Linked DNA regions of Anas platyrhynchos: region 2 is linked to region 1. Evidence: chromatin contacts called from public Hi-C data. All regions are on one chromosome and are shown on one strand. Each heading gives the region's core, a stretch centred on a gene start, on an enhancer-like site or on the middle of the called end of the contact. The rest is flanking DNA. Distances are from core to core; before and after follow the strand shown. Region 1 overlaps GALNT7 (polypeptide N-acetylgalactosaminyltransferase 7). Region 2 overlaps GALNTL6 (polypeptide N-acetylgalactosaminyltransferase like 6).

Region 1 (5,235 bases), core at 2,037-4,536:
AAGGAGGAGGAATGAACACTGAAAGGAGTTTGCGACTGTAGCAGCCTAAGCATCTGTGCTGGGATCCAAGCTGTCTACCTCCTCTTCCAGGTCATTACTGGGCAATAAAAAAGAAACAAACTTTGGCAGTCTCAATTGAAATGACTATAAAAAGCTGCAGAAGAATTCAAAGACACTATCCAGGCAATGAACTGGCAGGAGAACCCACTACAAGTGCAAGTGAGTGCACACACAGTGTAAGAAACAGACACAGTGCACACAGCACTCAGAGACAGTCTCCGAACTTGTTTTTGCCACTCATAACCTTGGAGCCAAATACGGACCGCTTTTTGAGCATTTTAGCACACATACTGTTTACTTCAGGCTGGAAAAAGACTTTCTCTCAGGATGTACTGAATACTAGGAGTTCAAGGACACTTAAAAGACAAGTCAGAACACTGAAAAAGGTCCACGATCCTGTTGCAATTTTTGACTCAAGAAGCCCTTGCCCACTGGTTACCAGCAATGGAAGTTACTCCATTATTGTATGTTTTCTCTCATGCGTATGTTATTACACGGAGAAGATAGATCTTTGGTCAAACCCAGAACATTTGGATTTGTTATTATTATTATTATTATTTTTTTAAACACTGGACAGGTGGTTTTTAAACACTGGACGGGGTGCTGGAAACAAAATTCTCTTCAGATTTTTTTTTTTTTTTGAGAGGACCCACCTTGTACCTAACAAAATTTATCCCCAGCCTACATCCATTTTCTATTTCCCTAGCATGGTGTGTTTATCTTGAATCTAAAATCATCCAGAAACTTTATCATTTTGTTTTTATTCAGTTTTATCTCCGTGCACACTCCTGATCACAAAAATACCCTGGGAGTAAATAAATTAATTACTGTATTCCCTAAAGCTAACATTAGTTTAACTAGAGTTCTGCTAGGAAGCAGGACAAAAGGTAAAACTGAATAAAGGCTCTTTAAAAGGATTTGCCTATTAGAATTAAAAATAAAATAAAATCCAAACAACAACTTGGTAAAAAAAAAAAAAAAGTTTTTTTAAAAAAAGTTTTCTTCCAGCAACTGTACAGAGGTTTTGGACAGGGTCTGCTAAGCCTGCCCCCATTTCTTTGCAACCAGAAGTAAAATGGAACAAGTATTGCTCCACCTAAACCCAGCTTATGGTTCCCTTGGCCCTCCTGCAGAGTGCTGAAAGGCTGAAGTGAGATGATTTGAAATTTTGTACACAGATATTTCAGTACCCCATACATTCTTGGTTTCATTTAACCGAACCTGTGACTTTCATGCCAACAGAAGTGTTTGCCTTCAACCTCAAAACTGCCTGGTTACAATACACCAGGCAGGAATACGCAGTACTAGCCAAAGGAACATTTTCCGATGTACCTGACAAACCATATCAACACGTCATCCAATATTATTTCTCTCTACAGGGGGCAGCAAGAGGCTTTTTATGGCAGCCGAGACAGCCCACAGTCCCCAGCAAAGTTCCTGCTGAATCAATAACAGCAGCTGGCAAATCACCTTGGCCACGTATGTGCCTGACTCGAAAGACAAATCTGACCATAGCAGGACTGAATCCCCCTTCACAGGCATTTCTTCCCTCTTCCCCTTTCAGCAGAGTCGAGCCTCAAGGCTTCATGGCTTTTAAGCTGAGAGACTCAGCTCTTGCAGTGCTATTTCACTCCTGCCAACACCACCTGGGGAAGCACTTGGCGTACTTCCCTGAACCAATCTGAGTGCTGAGGGTAACACTGAAGAATTTTTATGCCTCAAGGAAAAGGCAGAGGTGAGGCCTACCTGGATTTGAACACCTCTGAACAAACTCTGTCTTTGCCTGAAATATCTTCCTCAATTAGCAATGCTGGCAACCAAAAAAAAGGATGATTATACTGTTCTTCAGTAGGATTATGCTGAATGTTGACCAGCCTTACCAACTAAAATGACCTCCTAAAGAGATCAGTAGGATGAAAAGGGGAAGGAAAATAAATGGGAAAATAATTCATCCAACAGGCCATCTGCTACCTTTTTGCTACATTTCTTCCCAGTAGCAGGGGGATGAGCAGGAAAAAAAATACAATATCTGAAAACAGCCCCTGCCAATCCTACATTGCTTTCCCTCTCTTCTGCCTTTCCCAGGAAACACATTGAAACAATAAACATTTAAACTATTCAGAATAATTGCAAGCGTCCTGGGTATTCATTATACAAAATAATTTATATCAAGTTGCCTGAAAGATGTGTTTTGTTAACATTTTTGTGCTGTTTTGTATGCTTGCATAGGATATTAAACAGTAAAACCTAACTTTGATTTGATCTGCTGGCTTTGACCTCCATGGAAGACTTATCTGCAAGTGAACTTGGAGGAAACTCTTTTAAATTTCTGATCTAATCGTGGCTGTCTCTTCTATTCCTCAAAGCATTTAAGTCTTCTTAGGGAATTTCTGTCTTTAGAGTACTAGTAAAGATAAACTCTGAGATTACAGGTGGGGAACTACTTGGCAGATATGTAGTCTCTCTGATGCTTTCCACCTTGGGGAAAAATGGGCAGAATGAAGTCATGGAGCTCGGCTGCCAAAGATAGGGTCAGTAGCCTAAGCTGAGGCAGCCTGGTCCCACCTTCATAGGACATGTCATAGGACATGCTGCCATTTCTGCTCAGCTGTGCGGGCAGAGCAGAGAACAAAGAAAGGAGCACGCTCCCACCCTCTGTCTTCCCACTCTCCTGAGGAAGGCAGGGCCAAAATGAACCCTGCTAACACAAACTCTTGACTCCGAACAGCTTCACTCTGCTCAGTTCACCACCACACCTGGTGGGGAAACCATTTTTCTTTCCAAGTGTCTGTAGTCCTGTTGCCTCTTACAAAAAGGGCCTCAGTGGCTGCCAACACCACAACAAAAGCAGCAATGCTTAGGGAACGGCCACCTGGAAGGAAATGCTAGCCCAAACAGGTTACCTGGAGCATTTCCTCCCCTTCAAAAAATCTCTTCAGCACAGAGGCCCAACTGCTGACTGCAGTGAAGAAATAAAATTAAAGTGAACCTCAAGATAGCGAACCTTTCCCTGCCACTAGCAGCTGACAGACTCGTTTTTCTCCTCCAGCTTCAGGCAGGTGGAAACCTTTAGTAAGTCACCCAGGGAACATGGCATGAAGAAAGAGAGGCGCTGTAATCTGTGCACTTCAGTCATTTTAACAAATGCACAGCAGGCAGTAAATTCACGCAGCAGTGCTTGCACAAGCATGAGTCAGGCTCACAGCTGGCCGGCTGTCTCCCACCTCACAGCATGGAAAAACACTGTTTTTATGAAAGGCCACAGTACAGTCCCAGTGAGCAACCAGTGACCAACCAAACAGATCAGCTGCCACAGCTGGAAGCGTGCAGTGTCGAGGTGGGCACCAAACCCCAGGACTGGCAGAGCACCCCCTCTCTGCTGGGGAGGAGAGGAGAGAGAAAACAGGCAATACATCATTTTGTACCTAAATTCACACACCCTCCTGTCCAACGTAAAAAAGCTAATCCCAGGCAAGTTATTATTATTTTTTTTCCCCTAAGATTAGTTCCTTCTTTATGATAAATGCAGTAAGAAGCGTAGGTAGAAGATTAATCTGCTGTCAGCTCCAAAATCCAAACTCCAGTATGGCAGATCTATACTCTTGCTAATGCAGGTAACTAAGCAGAGTTATTTAAAGGGAACAATATTACTTCATGTTCTCTCTCTTTTTTTTTTTTTTTTTTTTTAAGCATTGGCATGAAATCATAACTAAATAAAACATACTATAGGAACTTACGTATGAAATAATAATTAAAAAAAGCATTCTTAAAAGCAAATCTTAAGAAGTTATGGACTATAAAGAGAACACACAACAAGGAAGACTGACTGGACATGGAACATCTAAATATATGCAATTAGACTGGATGACTTCAGAGACAAATCAATATAGATTAAGTGTTCGTGAAAGGAATAATTGGAACAGCATTAAGAATAACATATGGAAACATTTGGTACAGTACAGCACATTTGCCTGTCAGGACAAGAAGTCTCAAGTACTTGGCCTAATTAATAATATTATTTTAAGCATCAATTAAGATCCATGGAAAGAAAATAATTAAACCTCATAAAAACAGAACTAAAAGAAAACAAAAAGTTTGCTTACTCTTCTTGACGCAAGTCATTAACGCTCCGATCTAGTGAAATCATATCACTTGCCACCATATTAAACCCAAATTCTTTAATGCTGGCTTGAATGGATTCTTTGTAATCTGGTCCTAAAACATATGGCTTCGCTTCCTCTCCAGGGCCACCAACAACTCCGTGAGGCTCGGGCTCTTTGGGTTCAAAATTACCAAGGACTCCAGGTCGTAAAACAGGATCTCGGTATACAAATGTCTGAGGCTTAAATGTGAGATACTGCCTCTGGATGACATTTTGCTGATTGTTATCACCACCACCATGCTGATTTAGTTCATTTTTGGCCTTATTTTTCCTTCGAATGGATTCCAAGTCCACTTCCACGCCTTCAACATGAGGCCAAGGTACCACAGGTTTGAACTTCTCATTTCCTAGTCCACGTTCTCCTTTGTTTGGTATGGGTCTGTTGGCTTCTTTGTCATCCTATATATACACAGAGAAACAGCAGGAGATCAAATAAATGTATCACTTTTATTTATCCTTTTTCTCTCCCCCCCCCACACCCCCAAAAAAATCCAGTACCTTGGGCACTGCAAATTGATAGTAAATGTATGTTATAAGCAAGAATGGAGAAATCTCTGTTCATTCAGGGCCTGAATGAACACTTGTCATTAAAGCTAGCAGTTGCTGGAGAGCATCACTGGACAGTGTCCACACTTACCTGAGCAAGTGGTCCTGGAAAGGGCCTAATGTTCACACCCCAAAAATTGTTCAGCAGTTTTACAGCTTCCTCCCAGAGAAACACAAAATTCACACTGAGATTTCAAAACCCTCTTGGCATTTTCAGTGATCAGCAAGGTCCATGGGGGTAGGACAAGGGTGATTTTGAAAGAAACTTGGCAGAAAGGCTCTGAGTGGCTGTTTGTGAAGTCTCTGGAGTACAACAGCCCCACCCATGAACACGCTCTAAAAAAATAGTCACTGCTTTCCCTAGTACTTCCATCCAATGGGACAATGGGGAAACATTGCTGAAAGTTCAGATTTCCTGGTAAAATTATCTATTTGTAAATGTGATAGATGCTCTCTGTGGAATTCAG
Region 2 (5,235 bases), core at 1,890-4,389, 75 kb after region 1:
CCTTCTTAGCTTGATGTTTTGTAGCACAGTTGCATTTACAAATTAAAAAGTACATCTTCTCCACAGTGATACTACTATAAAACAAACCTTGTTAAGAGGCAGAAACTCAGTTTTAGGACTAAGAAAGAAGAAAAAAAAATGACTGGAAAAAAAGGTTATACTTCTCTCTACACACAATATTAAAATTTATAGAAAATATTAAAACTTACAGATAAAATTTGAAGGCCTGTGTCCTTCCAATCTTACCATTCTATGATATCCTCCATTACACATCGAATCCTGTGTACTTCAATGCTAAATCTGGCCAATATAAAAATGATCTTTCCTCTGCATTATGTGTAACAATGCTATATGTTATTAGCTGTGGTCCTGAGCACATAACACTCTGCTCTGCCACCATCCATCACTTTGGATGTTGTTCCTTTGGCCCAAGCTGTTAGGAGCCAGCTGAGCCTGACTTCATGAGAAACGGATGAACCCTATGTACTCCTTCATTCACTCCCATCCGTTTCCATATTTGAAACAAGACTGCAAAGAGATTTCCAAACACATTAGAAACAGATAGCAGTCTGTCTTTTCACTCATAGTTTCCAGGGCTGCTGCTCCCTGTCAAGTTCAAGAAACTCTCTCTGCTTTTGGCTCCTTTCCCCCTCCTCCTCCACCTCCTATCCTACCACAGACCCTGTAAAACAAGGCCCCATCCTCTGTGTTTGCAAACAAGTATTTTCTCAGCCTGTGTGCTTTAGCTTTTGATGAGGCCTAGCCCAGTCACAGGACAGCTTGGAAAAATACTGCTTTCCATCTCTCTAGTTTTTTAAGAAGAGCTTAATTTGTAATTGGCACTGGGCCTGAAAAATGATTGCCTGACACAGCCACTGTTTTGGGACTGTCTACAGGACAAAGGCCCTTTTGAAACCATTAATGCTCTCCAACTTGACAACATTCGTTGGTTGCTTGCTGCCTGGCCAGGCTCTGTCAGCAAGTGTTGTGCTCAGGCCATAGCACAAGATTTAAGCAGACAACACGCACCCCGCACAAGGACAAAATGTCATATTTGTGAACTAGACTTTGACTTGAGTTTTTATCTCTTAGAAGACAGAGCTGGGTGGATTGCACAGCTACTGGCTGGGTTGGGCTGGAGATGATGCTTGTCCACTCACTCCCTGGCGAGCCTGGAGGACAAAGAGAATTCCTGCCACTACATCCTTTGCTGCTCTTTGGTTGGGCCCATTTTCCCTCAAACCAGGTAGCAGTTCTGAGAAGAGAGAGTTGGAAGATTGCCAAGATGTGCCACCCTCCCGCCCCTTTCCTTCCCCTCTGTATTTTAATTCTGAGGAAGTTTCTAGAAACCTCAGTAACAATCACCTTCACTTCTGATTCTTCTCCTATTCACCAGAAAAGGTGCAAGACATCCACAAAGCTTTTGCCTGCTGTTTGCTTTTATAGCTCTGGGGTGGAAGGTCTCCTAAGGGGCTGCTAAGGGGCTGAATCAAGGAGAACATGGGGTCGTGACTCTATCTAGTGATACCATCAGCACTAACATCCACTACACCAGCCATATCATGTATTTTTCAAAGAACTCCCTGTAAATTTACACCACGAGTTACAAGACCAGCTCAGTGTCAGTCAACTCTACTTGAAACATGACAGTAAAATGCTTGATAATTTTATTAATACTGCTAGCGTCTACTGGCATACATAGAAATCTTGTAAGCAACAAATTCAAGAAGGTACTAGCAATAAGGAGGAGCTATCTGAGGGCTGGTGAGCTCTTTTGCATTTCTTCCCAAACACTCTTTAACAAAGCTGATCTTCACAGCTTACTGTGGGTGCAAGTAGATCACCTTCTTTCTCCTTGGGAGCTGCTTCATTAGACTGTGATCATAACATCTACTGCAGGTAACATTTCTGACTGTGTAGTCTTTGGGACTGAATAAGGACAGCTAGTCAAGAAATTTTCATCAAAATACACCAATCTAAAATATACCTTTGTGGGATTTTTTTCTCCCTACCACCTGTCACTAACACAAAGGCAGATTTTGCTTGCCAGGGTGGAAATTGAGATTTTGCCCTCTGGGTTCCTGAGGAGCTACAAGACACAAAGGCATCAGCTACGGCTAGAGCAGTGGAAAATTGGCTGCTAACATCAGTGCATACTGTCTCTCCACTGAGGAAAACTTCTGGAAAAGGAGGGAAAAGGATGCTATCTTGTTTCTGAAAAAAAATCAAGCTCTGCATCACCAGAACATTTTTACCTTCCCAAATTAAGTATTTTCAGAATTTCTTTTCTACAAGAAAACCAAAAATTCTCCTCTGGATAATCTGCATGTACTGTCATTTTCTGTAGGATAAAAATTCTGAGTTTCAGCCAAGTCTACTATCTAGTCTGCTTCATCTTAAAGTTTATGAGATTCTGTAATTCTTTCCTCTCTTTCTTAACTGGTATCTTGAAAACCTGTACCTTGCACAGACTCACCCTTGAAATCTACCAGATACGTGAACGTGTCTTGTATCAGGAGTCTGAATATTTGAGTACAACCAGTTTCATTTTGTTTCTATACTAATCAAGAAACCAATAGGATATTAAAAGTAATAAGATTATGCAAATAAAGTTACTTAGTAATACAGTAATGGATATTATGCCAATCATCTTTATTCTAAAAGTTCTATTTTCTAGTTTTAGAAAATAGAGGAGAAAGTGAAGTGAACTTTTTCTAGGAGAAAGTGAAATTGTATTTATGTTACCCTAATTTTCTTCTAGGGATTCTTCAACATTTCTCATGATTTCTGGAATTACATTGACAGGTAGATAAACTAATGGCACCTACGCTCCTGTCAGTTGGAACAACAGCTTTTGAATGTGGTCCTGTCTCCTGGGACAAAAACAACAACAACAAAAAAACACAAACAACACACCACAAACAAATCCAAACAATCCCCATTTTAGCAAAGGAAAACAGACTATTTTGAGTGTTAAATATTATTATTATTATTTGATGGGGCAGGTGTGTGGGGAACTTAAAGCCATTAATTTTCACCCTTCTCTGTCAGAGCTGAAAAGCTCCATCTTTTCTGGTTGTCATCACCGAGAAGCACCCAACGCTGCTAATTCATTAACCTTCCTTGGGGCCCGTTTGCGTTCAGCTTGTGCGGAGCTGCCCTCTGCTGCTTGTTTTCTGAATTACACACTTTAAACAGTAGCTCTTGGAAAAGGAGAAATGTGTAAGAAAAACGAACAAAATCAGCTGTGTGATCCTGCTCCTGCCCCTCTTAAGCAACCCAGAAAAGTCACTGAACTGTTCAGAAAATTGAATTAAATTGCTTGGCTTGGGTTTTGGCAGTCCTTGTCCAATGCAACTGTACCATGCTGTTCAGAAAAATGTTCCCTTGCAGTGTTTTGAACGCTATTCTGTGGCGAGGAGGTACGTGCTGTTCTACTCCAGCCTCGCAGAAATAATTCATGATTCCCTCGAGGCACACGTCAAGCAGTTTGGGAGGTTTCATAGTTTTGGCTCAGCACTTTGAGGTTGGTTGAACTTGTTCTGTGTTAACTTAACCCTATTTATCTTAATGAAGTTACTTTTTGTTATTAGTGTAGAATGGGGACTATTGCATTGAATTTGTTTCCAAGCATCATGATGTGCTGGAATGCAGTGAAACACAGAGTCCTTCCTGATGGTATTCTCCCTTTGTGTCCTCACCAGAACCAGAACTCACCTTCAAATGATATTTCAAGACTCCCTTTTTTCTGCTTCCCTGGTATTTTTTTGTTGTTGTTGTTTCTTTTTAGCCACTTTTCATCCAGTTTTCTTCCCTCTTTTCCCTCATATCTGGCAGTGGGCCCCCTCTATTCTTGGTGAGAGTTTGGACCTCTTTATGTTTGCAGATTTTAAAACTAGAGGTCAAAATGATGGTCTGGTCTGGACCATAAAAATTCCTTTAAATAGTTGTTTGAATTACTGGATGTCTTTCATAAATATATATATATATATATATATATCTACTTCAGCACCCTTTTGCTGTGCTTTACCTTTGCTAGCTATATGAAGAAGCCTTCTTTCGGCAATCTCATTTCCCTTGTGTTGGCACTTATCTAAATTGTGATCATTCTTTAGCTTCTTAACTTCATTCACTAACACACCTCCCCCTGCATTTCTCAGTATCCTCAGAGAATGATTTTTTGACCTTAGCACTTCAAATATCCCTCAGAACTCCTCTCTCTTGAGCTTTTAATATCTTTAGAAGTGCCATGTATGACTGCCAAGTCAATTTTTCTCTTCAGCATTGGTGATTTTTTCTAATCCGTGACTTTGCTGTGTGGAAGACATGTTCACTAGAATTGCTAATAAATGGTCAGGTTGTATTTTTTGTCCAGATTCTCTTTGCTCATGTTGGCCAGAGCTAGTGAGTCATGATTTCTTTCCTATGGCACTCACAATCATGGTGAGTACAAATGAGAGATCTTTTCCTCCATACTCCTGGGAGGTAATATTTTTCTTCCTAACTTACCCAGATAAAAGGATGTTTGAGTCTTTATAATCCCTTATCCATGTGAAACCCTTTCTGGCTTTCACCCCATTTATCTCGCTTATACTTCTTATTCACTTAACATACGACCACTTACTGTTTATTGAGATGAAAGTATAAAAGGAGACAACCAGTAGATCTTTACATGCCCAGGTAGTATATTTAAAATATTTTAAGGTAAGTGAACTGAAATCAAAGTGTTTTCATGACACAATGAGGTAGAATGGGGCACCCCAAAGCTCTTTGGATATTACAATTCCTGTTGGAAATTCAGAAGAATATATAGCACAGACGACAAAATTCTGAGGTTAGGTTAAAGCATACTTTTTAAAAAACTACTAAGGTCAGCAATCAGTCAAAAATAATTTCTACGCCTTGTTTTGTCTTAATAAAAAGAGGAAACCTTCAGAAATTGGAAAAAAGATGTAACAATTTGACAGTGCTTTTGTCTTTTAGCTGTTAAAATACCTGTTCATGTGACCATGTCCGTTCTGAGCCATCCTTCACACAAATGTCTAGCCTCAGCTCAGTCCCCGTGGCTCCATGTTTACTGTCCACACAGAGATTGGCTGCCACGTTTCGAATCTGCAAAACCAAGCAGTGACATCTTACATTAAACCAGGTTGCAGAACAGAGCTTCCAACATTAAGGAGCTAGGAATTTAGCTACCTTAGAAGCTGAGGGACTTGAGACTCAGTTATATATATG

Evidence for each region. Hi-C and Micro-C count contacts between places; a contact is called where the count stands out from the background.
Region 2: a Hi-C map of subcutaneous adipose tissue shows a contact between it and region 1, with 3 times the contacts expected there. The contact joins two enhancer-like sites. A contact is called at or near these places in 4 of 8 Hi-C or Micro-C datasets (F1 follicle, liver, skeletal muscle and 1 more).

The regions. Positions count from the first base shown.
Region 1 is chr4:28,179,850-28,185,084 of IASCAAS_PekinDuck_T2T, forward strand. GALNT7 (polypeptide N-acetylgalactosaminyltransferase 7) reads right to left here. Exons shown (of 12, transcript XM_038178954.2): 2 at 4,164-4,621. Among named protein-coding and RNA genes, the nearest start is that of GALNT7, 34 kb to the right of the region's middle. Within about 2 kb of position 3,287, at least 3 of the 8 cell types and tissues checked have an H3K27ac peak or open chromatin away from gene starts, as enhancers often do. A contact at or near this core is called in subcutaneous adipose tissue, where this site is marked.
Region 2 is chr4:28,254,767-28,260,001 of IASCAAS_PekinDuck_T2T, forward strand. It overlaps GALNTL6 (polypeptide N-acetylgalactosaminyltransferase like 6), which reads right to left. Exons shown (of 15, transcript XR_011809020.1): 10 at 4,996-5,112. Among named protein-coding and RNA genes, the nearest start is that of GALNT7, 41 kb to the left of the region's middle. Within about 2 kb of position 3,140, at least 1 of the 8 cell types and tissues checked has an H3K27ac peak or open chromatin away from gene starts, as enhancers often do. A contact at or near this core is called in subcutaneous adipose tissue, where this site is marked.